Regions from separate parts of the Oryctolagus cuniculus genome. Here region 2 is linked to region 1. A link is a contact called in public Hi-C data. All regions are on one chromosome and are shown on one strand. Each heading gives the region's core, a stretch centred on a gene start, on an enhancer-like site or on the middle of the called end of the contact. The rest is flanking DNA. Distances are from core to core; before and after follow the strand shown. Region 1 has its middle 18 kb from the start of CTPS1. Region 2 has its middle 10 kb from the start of CITED4.

Evidence for each region. A called contact is a pair of places that touch in the nucleus more often than the background predicts.
Region 2: a contact with region 1 is called in a Hi-C map of an unstated tissue, with 6 times the contacts expected there. The contact joins two enhancer-like sites. A contact is called at or near these places in 4 of 6 Hi-C or Micro-C datasets (ear pinna, embryonic fibroblasts, skin fibroblasts and 1 more).

Annotation. Positions count from the first base shown.
Region 1 is chr7:132,012,038-132,017,531 of mOryCun1.1, reverse strand. No RefSeq gene overlaps it. Among named protein-coding and RNA genes, the nearest start is that of CTPS1, 18 kb to the right of the region's middle. Within about 2 kb of position 3,646, at least 1 of the 8 cell types and tissues checked has an H3K27ac peak or open chromatin away from gene starts, as enhancers often do.
Region 2 is chr7:132,092,283-132,097,158 of mOryCun1.1, reverse strand. No RefSeq gene overlaps it. Among named protein-coding and RNA genes, the nearest start is that of CITED4, 10 kb to the right of the region's middle. Within about 2 kb of position 1,403, at least 2 of the 8 cell types and tissues checked have an H3K27ac peak or open chromatin away from gene starts, as enhancers often do.

The DNA.
Region 1 (5,494 bases), core at 2,397-4,896:
TCTGAATGCTCCCGGGGGACCCCACTGCCTCTGGCTTTTTCTTATCTGATAGGAACAAAATTAACAGGAAATGATCTCTCTAATGACGCTGCAGAGAAGGTCAGGTTTATCTAACATTTAACTTGTGTTGCCCTTGGCCAAGCCACAGCTCAGGGGCATCCAGCAGCTTCCAGGAGAGTTCCTTGGGGTGACAGTGAGGTGCCCTTGAAACCTGAGAATTGTGGAAATCACCAGGTCTTAAGAGTTAATCGCTAAAACTGGGGAACTGGCCCTGTGACATAGCGGGTAAAGCTGCAACCTACAGTGCCAGCATCCCATGTGGGCACCGGTTCGAGTCCTGGCTGCTCCAATTCCGATCCAACTCCTTGCTAATGCACCTGGGAAAGCAGCGGAGGATGGCCCAAGCCCCTGGGCCCTTGCCACCAATGTGGGAGACTGGATGAAGCTCCTGGCTCCTGGCTTCAGCCTGGCTCAGCCCTGGCTATTGCAGACATCTGGGGAGTGAACCAGCAGATGGGAAGACCTCTCTGTGTGTCTCTGCTTCTCCTTCTCTCTCTGTAACTCCGCCTTTCAAACAAATAAATAAGTAGTTTTTTCAAACTCCCTAAAACCAGCATGTGAGTCAGAGCCCATGTCCGTGTGGTCCTCTGACCCCACATGGCCGCTGGCGCAGAGCTGGTGCGTATTTGTTGAATGAATAAGTGAGCACGGGCAGATAGATGCTGTCCCCGCAAGAGGGCATGTGCAGCTCGCTGGGGACTCGGTGCCCTTCAGAGAGGAAAGTTGTAACACTTGTGGCTAAGAGTTACAATCCCGAGGGCGCCACTGGTTCAGAAACTGGCAGTGGTAGAGATGAGTGAGACGGAACAGAACCAGTACGTGGACCTGAACATACAAGAACGCCTGCCGTGTGGCAAGAGCGGCTTTTCAAATCTGTGAGGGTGAAATACCTGTTAGGATCACGGATGAGCCATCCAGAAAAAAGTCACACGGTGTCCCTAGCTCACTATAGGCACACAAATTAACTCCAGATGCGTTCAATGCACATGGAAGAGAATTCAAACCATAAAACCCCCAGAAGAAAACAGCAGAGTGGAGAAAACTCTAACACCTGACACAAACCCTAGAAGTTACCGAGGAAAAGCAAATATTTTTAAACCTCTGTAGGGGCAAACACCAGACGCAACGCAAATGACGAGCATGAAACTGGAAATTTCTTTCCATGTGGCAAAGGGGAGGGCTAATCGGCTGGTACTCACAGAGCCCCTACAAGTCCGAGGCTGAAGAACTACAGAGGAAGGAGAGTAAAAATGAAAATTAGTGCGCATGGAAAATACGTGCTACTAACGGTGACGTTGAATGGTCAGAACAAGAGACGCAAATGAAAGCGACCACGTGGTAATATTTTTTGTGTGTCAAACAGGCAAAAATGAACAGGCACCTGGTGACCTGGTGCTGAGCAGGCTGTCCGCAGGCCCCTGAGTGCTGGCCAGGTGGAGCTGGCTATGTTGTTTTTGGAGAGAATTGAATCAATTTCTATCAAGCAGCGCATCCTGCTTCTGTAGCAACGTTCAAGATCACTTTTATTAAAAGCATTCTGACCGATGCTTTGGCTTCTGTAACAGTCGATCCCGAGAAACCGGCCTCGGAGGCAGAGACTCCAGACTGCTCACAAATGGGGTTTTCTGTCTCTCTCCTCTGGCCGCCAGCAACTTCCGCCCAAGACTCCTCGTTTTCCCTTAGAGCTGGGAGAGCAAGAGAGGCAGCTCGTGTTTGCCCAGCATTCCCCAGGGCATAAGACCTGTGCCCGAGGCACAGCCCGAGCCAGCTCCCTTGGTGGGGAGCCCCCCACCCCAGGTCTGACTGCTGTCCGCACGCCTAGGAGCTCACACCGAAAATATCACTTAAACCCACTTATTAGCACAAACACAAAGCGAGCTCACCTAGCAGGCAGATGGCGAAACCTGGCTTACCAAACTGACCCAAGGAGAGGAAAGGTGGACCCAGAGCCGGTTTACCAGATGGTTCCTTTTCAGAAAAGGACGGGGCAGCCAGAGCTCCCTAAAGGGCTGTTGGGACCAGCCTGGAGTTTGCCCCGCGTGGGAACTGAGGGCCGACAGGTGGGTAGGCATGGAGGGCCAGGGCCGGGCAGGTGGGTCTGTATTCTGTGTTGCAAAGCCAGGGGGAGGCGAGAGTTGATGGGGTTAGGGCTGCTGCCGACGCCTGCAGGAAAGCACCTTTGTGGCGCCTGGTCACACAGCCCATGGCGGCAGCACCTGGAGCCCACGGGGACTGCAAAGGTCCTGTGCCACAGAGATGCTTCAGACAGAAAGAAGCAAGGGAGGGAGGGAGACGGGAGGCGGGGGAGGTGGTGACCTCAGGGGGCTTTGAGGAGCTCAGGGAAGGCAGCACCTGCTTGGGCCCCCCACATTCTCGTCTGTACAGTCAGTGTGCAAGAAGGGGCGGGGGAGGAGAGGGAGGGCGGGATTGGCTCTGCGGTTCTGACCTGGACTCCCAGAATCCCAGGGACTCTGGGGACCGAAACGGGTACCAGGAGCTCTGCCAGCGCTGTGAAGTGCGCACCCGGAAGCACACGCTTGACCAAGCTCCCGGGCCAGCCTCGGCCTTTGGGGCTGGGACCCCTTACTTCGGGCTCCCTCCCGCTCTGCAGGAGGACCAGCCTGTCACAGCACGGACAGCCGTGCGCCTGTGGGCCGGCTGGGGGCGGTCAGAGCACCACACGCAAGGGTTCCCGGTGGCGAGTGAATGGGCTACTCCACGTCAAGTGCTCGGCTCGGAGCGGGGCCAGCCTCCGCCCCAGGGGAATAGCAGTTTCGATCATTATTAATTCAGAGGAGGAAGTCTGGAGAGCCCATGCTAATCAAAACCTCTGATTGGAGTCCTCTATGTATTGATTAATAAGCAGCGGGAAGTGAATGAATTATTCACTACCCAGAGCAGCTTGTTTGGAAGGCAGCGTTCAGAACATGGGCTCCCCCTAGGGAGCTCGGAAGAGTGGCTGGTGGGACAGACTCTGAGGTAGGCCCCTCTGAGCTGGAGTTCGAAGCCCTCCTTCCTCTGTCCCCTCTCTCCTCTTCCCTCTGCGTGGCTGAGCGACTCCTCCAGGGAGTCCTCCAGGGCCCTTCTACATCACGTGGGCTCAGGCCTTTGCAGGCTCTCCCCACACTTAGCGGTGCTTTCTCAGATCTGTGATTCCGGGCCTTGACCTGCATCAAAATCACCAGAAGTGCTTGTGAGCGCCGGGCATGCGGGTTGCAATGGGACCTGGGGTCCTGCGTTTCACAAGTGTTCCTGGCAGGTGCTGATGCTGTCTCCTTGAGGCCGCGAGCTCTGAGCCCTCAAGGGTCTTAGCCCTCTGCTCCCCGCAGCAGCCCCGCCCAGCTGTGGTCGCAGGGAAAGGAAAAGCCAAACCAGAGGCAACAGGAACGCTTTCCCAAGGCTGTGTGCCCAGAGCGGCGGCAGGGGTCGCGGTCGGAGAGTGCGCTGTCTCGCAGGGCTCCAGGTGCGGTGCCCCGCGATGCCCTGGGTCACAGCGCCCTCTGCTGCCAACAGCTCAGCTGTGCGCCTGCAGCGGCGAGCGCGCCGAGACAGCAAGCGAAGCCCCCAGCACCTGCCACCCCAGGCTTTTCCCCTCTCCACCTCATCCCCGTCGCCTCCTGGGGAACCCACTCCCATCGTACTCCCCTTGCCGCTCCCCAGCATAAACCCGACCCAGGGTTCCTCCCTGCCGCTGCTATCCCACCCGAGACTGTGGCCTCGGTTCTGGGTATCCTGCCAGGCTCGGGCACGCTTTTCTGATTCACCCACGCGTTCAGGCCCCAGGCTTTAAGCCTTCCCTTGCGTTACTCCTCCTAACAGAACGCAATCCACCTTCTCCCCCAGCGTCACTCTTCCGTCAGATGTGGCCTCTTCCATGAAGCCCTCCTGGACCCTCCCAGGCAGCAGTGATGGCTTCTTCCTCTGTGTGCACAGGCCCATGCACAGACCACCCAGTGCTTGTAAGTACCCGTTTGTGGGGTCTAGGTCCCCCTGGAAACCTCCCCTGGGGCTCTGAACACAACTTTGATGTCTCAATAAATGCTTCTGGAATCTGAAAAGCTGTTTTCCTCTAATAAGCAAAAAATGCCAGGGCTGTAGGTAGACCCTCACTCAAAGGGGAACACCACTGTCCACTCCCCAAGGCTGCATAGATCCCCAGGTGTCACTCACTCGTCTGTTCAACCAGCACGTGTCTCTGAGGCATTCCTCTGGCAGGCGTTAATTCCAGCCCAGGAGTTAAGGAGAAGAATAAAACAAAGCAAAACCCCTAGCCTCTGATGTATGCTGGTGGAGAGAAAGACCATAAGCAATATATATCAAATACAGTTAAGTGCTGACAAGTGACACAAAGAAAATGAAGCTGGACACAAGGCAGAAACTGGGACAAGGCTCTATTTTGGGCAATGTGGCTAAGGGGATCCTCACCGATGACGTTTGAGTAGAGACCTGAATGAAGTGAAGATGTGAACCCAGCATTTATCTGGGGGAAGGCATTCCTGATCACGCACAAAGGCCCTGTGGTCGTCAGCATACTCTGGGAACCCCGAGAAGACTGTGTCTTACGTCAGGGAATGCAGGAGCAGATGCTGAGACAGGATCCACGTAGAGAAGTCTGTGAGAGGGGGGTGGGCAATAACCAGCAAGGCTGCAGAGCAAGTGGAGCAGGGAAGAACAGGAAGCCACCCGGCGTGGGGTTCCAGCAAAATCCTGCAGAGGGTATCTCAGCCTGAGCCCGTGGAGTGCTGGCGGGTAGGTTTTGCCGCCAAGTTTGTCCCAACCTAAGGCAAGTTGGCTGCCCCCCCCCCTTTTTTTTTTGACAGGCAGAGTTAGTGAGAGAGAGAGAGAAAGAGAGAAAGGTCTTCCTTCAGTTGGTTCACCCCAAGGGCGCTGCGGTCGGCGTTGCGCCAATCCAAAACCAGGAACCAGGTGCTTCTCCTGGTCTCCCATGCAGGTGCAGGGCCCAAGCACTTGGGCCATCCTCCACTGCCTTCCTGGGCCACAGCAGAGAGCTGGACTGGAAGAGGAGCAACCGGGACAGGACCGGCGCCCCAACCAGGACTAGAACCCAGGGTGCTGGCGCCGCAGGCAGAGGATTAGCCTAGTGAGCCACAGCGCCGGCCTCTGGCTGCCACTTTTAAACTCTCTTCCCCAAGCCCTGGTTCAAGCCCATTCCAGGGAGAGTCAAGTCATGGGCATTCGCGAGAGCCCGAGTTGGCTGCTGTAGCCCAAGGGGGGCTCTCTCCCAAAGAGCTGGGGGTACTTGGTGTCGCTGGGGAAGGGGGACAGGGAGGAGCATTAACTTCATCTGGGTGTCAGCAAGGCCAAAGGGCAGAGGTCAAAGGGCATGGTCCTAGGAGATGAGACCAGAGCGTCAGCTGAGGCCTACCCAGGGCAGAGGGTGAATCCCTATTTGCTGGAGTCGTTGGCTTTCCGT
Region 2 (4,876 bases), core at 154-2,653, 82 kb before region 1:
CCAGCATCATGGTGCAGCGGGTTAAGCCACTCCCTGTGGTGCTGGCATCCCACATGAACACCCATTCAAGTCCTGCCTGCTCTATTTCCAATCCAGCTCCCTGCTAATGCACCTGGGGGAGCAGCAGAGGATGGCCCAAGTACTTAGAACCCTGCCACCCACTTGGGAGATCTGAATGGAGTTCAGGTGCCTGGTTTCAGTCTGACCCAGCCCTGGCCGTTGTGGCCATTTGAGGAGTGAACCAGTGGATGAAAAATCTTTGTCTCTCCTTCTCTCTCTGTAACTCTGCCTTTCAAATAAATTACTTAATTTCCAAAAAAGAGAAAAATAGAAATCCCAAAGTTCTAATTTTTTTCATGATACAACTTGGAAGCTTTCCCACCCACCCTCAAAATATCACACACAAAAACTGCTCCCCTAAAATTCAGTTTTGATGCTTCTGGTTTGCCTGGGAAAGTCATTTCCCCTTGTCCGTGAACCTGAGTTCCCTCATCTGCAAAATCTGAACCTAACTTTCTGGATGCCAAAGCCCTGACTTTGTCCGGTCCCAGCTGGGACCCTAGGCATCCCCCGCGGCCAGGCTGGATCCCATCCTCCTGCTTCTGAGCCTGCCCCGCTTAGCCCAGCCCAGCCCCAGGTCTGCCAGTGAGGACATCAGGCACAGCCACCCTTGTTTCACCCAGCGTGGCTGGGATGCAGGGTTGGGCTGCTTGGCCCAAGTTTGCCCACCAAGCAGCAGGCACAGCCAGTCAGCGACAGAACCAGGATTTGAACCAGAACCCCCGTTCCTTTCGCTCCACTTCCCGCTCCAGTCCCAGACCTTGGGGGAGCTAAGCTTCCTTTCCCTGACTATGGGAGTCTCAGCAAGCCTGGTCCAGGTGTGTCATTTGGTGTGGTGCTGCCACCTGCAGGCTAAAGGGGGTGTCGCAGCCCACCTCAAGCAGGTGCCTTGGGGTCAAACAGGGGTAGAGAGCTTTTGCAATGCTTTCCCGTCCAGCAGAAGACTCCGATGGAGCACCAGGCGCAGCTCATTTGTCCTGTGAAAGTGCTGAGGCAGGGGAAGAGGCCTTCAACAAGCTGTGTGCCCTCCTCCCACGTCCTGCTGACCCCTTGCAGCTGATGCCTGTCTCTCAGCTTCTCTAGTGATTTTGGACTTCCTGGTTGCCAAACTGAACGGCCTCCTTTCAGCCTGTGCCCTACCTGAGCTGTCAGCTGCGCCAGGCACCTCTGACCACACCCTTCTCTGAGAAACGTCTCCCTGAGTTCCCTCCACACCTTCCTGCTGCTGCTCCTCCAGCCTCCCCTGCTGCTCCTTCTCAGTCTCCAGCTTCCCTCAAGTGTGCATCCCCCACAGCTCTGTCCTTGGCCGTCTTCCTCCATCACGCTGCACCCTTGTTCCCATGGCAACCATGGATGTGCTTACTCCAAACATGCTCATCGTCGGCTCAGACGTCGCTCCAGAGCTCTGGACCCATTTGCAGACCGTCTCCTCCTAGACTTGAATCCCAGCATCTACTCTGATCTGATCCTACCTGCTACAGCCTCGTCTTCCTGCTGGGTCCCACCCAAGGGAAAAGTTTGTCCCCTTCCAGTGGCCCCACATCAGTAGGACGTTACTGACACGGTCGCCCCTGCCCCCATCTCCTTCGGCAGCAGGACTTCCAGCTTCTTCTTCCCTGTATGACGCCCAGTGTAGAGAGCACAGGTTGGGGCCTTTCGTGCCATGTGGCCAGGGCAGCTTCTGGAAGGTGCCCTTCTCTTTTCTCCCTCTTGCTGGCTGGAATATTGATGCAGTGGCTGATGCAGCCTTTTTGGGTCATGCGGTCTGACCCATGATTGACAAAGTGCCAAGGTGGAGAGGCCTGGACATTAACACTATGGACAACCACACCAGTGCTGGACCACCTGGTTCCTTTGGTTTAATCTCCGATGATTTTGTCTCTCAAAGCCACACACCTAATCCTAAGCAATTCAGATAGAGTCATTCATTCAGCTAAAGAAGACCTGCCTATGTCAGACCTTGAGATCCACGTGTTTTCACACCAAAATATCTCCTTGGGCTTAGTCCGTCTGTCTCCTCACCGTGTCTCCCATCTACCCCACCGGGCCCCCATTTGCCCCAGGGCCTTCGTTGCTGCCTGAATCGGGGTGACCGGCTTCTCTGGCCTCCCCATCTCTCCTCTCGGGTTCATTCTACTCACAGTACAGAGAGACCTCCCCCAAGCACAAGCCTGCCTCTCTCCACTCTGCTCCTAACTCCACGGCTTCCAAACACCACCAGGGTCAAGTTGAAACTCCTCAGTCTGTCTCTCCGGGGCCGTCACTCTTTGGCCCTTGCCCACTCCAAGCATGCCCCTTGCCCTCTGGCCTCCCGGCCCACATGCTCGTCCCTCTGAGCTGGGCCTTTCTCAGGCAAGCCTGCTCATGCGTGCCACCTGGACCCAGTGCACACTGCCGCTCCCGTGGACTTTCCTTCTTCCATGCTCTCAAGCTGCCATTCTCCCCCCATCCACCCCGCCCCTGAGGGCCTGCTCCGTGTCCCCAACTATGGCGAGTGCTTTCACAGCAGCAGTCCAGGGGTAAGTCCCCTTCCTGTCCCCATTTTACAGACAAGGAAACTGAGACCCAAAGCAGGAAAGTGAATGGCCCAGGTGATGCCTGATGGACTCTTGGAATTGAGCCCTATTCCCCAGCCCTCCTTGCCGCTAAATGTGATTATGTGGTTACACTCTTGGCGAGAGCATTTGCTCTCCGAGAGCAGGACGTGGAGGTGTCCTTGGCCAGTTTGCATCTGCAGTCAAAGATAAAAAAAGAAGACAGAAAGCCGACTCAGATTTCGAGCAGCCATCTTCGCCCCTGAGGCTGGGGTCATGAGCAGCAGAGCAGCGGGAAGGAAGCAATGTGGGTTTAAGCGACTGCGTGGAACTAGAAATCTTTTCTATTCTCCGAGCCACGTTTTAAGTTTTGTGGTTCTTTTTATTACCGTCGCTAACACTTAAACATCTCCATGAGCAAGGTGTTGTCCTACATACATGAAGTACAGCAACTCGATATACATTGCGAGCTATCTGGCGCCAGGCAGTGGCTTCACCTCCGTGAGCCTCAGCCCCCTCATCGCCGTCCACTCCCCTGGACTCCTGGGCAGCAGTCGGATTCCTGCGGCTCAGGTGACACACTGTGAGGCAGCGCTGGGCGACCCAACAGACAGGTGCCTCTCTGGCTTGCAGGAGGCGTGAATTTGACTCTGATGGGAGGAACAGGAAGCAGAGGAGAGAAGGTAAAGGATTGCTATTTCAAAATAGCCATGGAAAACACACGTCTTGGGCTTCCTTGCACTACTTTTGCAATTAGTCTTATTTTGAGCTGTGTGTAAGGGGACAGGTAAGCTTACTCAAACTACACGAGCTCTGTGTGTGGGAGGAGCGGCTCCCCGAAAGGCAGTCTGGGGAGACCTCGCCCCGGGAGAAGGGTGGCTGACTCCCGGGAGGCCCAGCCAGCATCTGTGGCCCCCTGCCCCAGGGTCTTCCTCCGCAGGGCAAAGAGTCCTGGACTCCAGCCCCCTGTGTGGGACGTGGTCGACGTCACCCCTTCCGTGGACGTGTCCACAGCTACTGCTCCTCAGCACTCACCCTACCGAAAGGGAAACGGCCGTTGCTCACACACTCTCTGCTTGCCAGGCCCTGTGTTGAGCCCGTGCCATCCACGAGCTCATTTAGTCCCGTCAGTTGGCTGTGTAGGCATTTGAGTGTATTTTGAATTAGAAAGATAAACAAGAGGGGCCAGGGTCCTGTCATAGTGGGTTAGGCCACTGCCTGCTGCACTGGCATCCCGTATGGGCACTGATTTGAGTCCCTGCTGCTCCATTTCCGATCCTGCTCTCTGCTGTGGCCTGGGAAAGCAGTAGAGGATGGCCCAAGTCCTTGAGCCCCTGCATCCCCGTGGGAGACCTGGAAGAAGCTCCTGGCTCCTGGCTTCAGATCAGCGCAGCTCCGGCTTTTTTCCGTCTCTTTTTCTCTCTGCACCTGCCTGTCTGTAACTCTACCTTTCAAATAAATAAATCTTAAAGAGAGAGAGGAAAAAAGAAAGGAAAGGAAGGAGGGAGGGAGGGAGGGAAGGAAGGAAGGAAGAACGAGAGAGAAGCAAGAATAGACTTGCTCTCAGAGCAGAGCCTGGACAGAGGCCGCAGCCTGCAAGGGCGTCTGGCTGTGCCCGAGGAGACCACACCACCCCTGTCCTGAGCATAAACCCAGAAGCTCTTAAGGGAACAAATAGATTTTTTTTTGACAGGCAGAGTGGACAGTGAGAGAGAGAGACAGAGAGAAAGGTCTTCCTTTGCCGTTGGTTCACCCTCCAATGGCCGCTGTGGCCAGCGCGCTGTGGCTGGCACAGTGCACTGATCCGATGGCAGGAGCCAGGAACCAGGTGCTTTTCCTGGTCTCCCATGGGGTGCAGGGCCCAAGGACTTGGGCCATCCTCCACTGCACTCCCGGGCCACAGCAGAGAGCTGGCCTGGAAGAGGGGCAACCGGGACAGAATCCGGCGCCCCGACCGGGACTAGAACCCGGTGTGCCGGCGCTGCAAGGCGGAGGATTAGCCTAGTGAGCCGCAGCGCCGGCCCGGAAACAAATAGATTTGATGACATGAAAATTTACAACCTCTGAAGGCCAAAAGATACCGTGTGTAAAGGCAGATGACCAGCAACAGATGGGGAGAGAGCCTCTGAACGTTCACACAACCCTGAGTTTGCTGTGTCCAATATATAAAGAGCTCTTACAAACTATTAAGATGACAAACCTCTATAGAGACTAGGAGAAAGATACGAACACCTGATTCACAGAAGAAATACGAATAGACAGTGTCAGTGACTGTTTTTTTC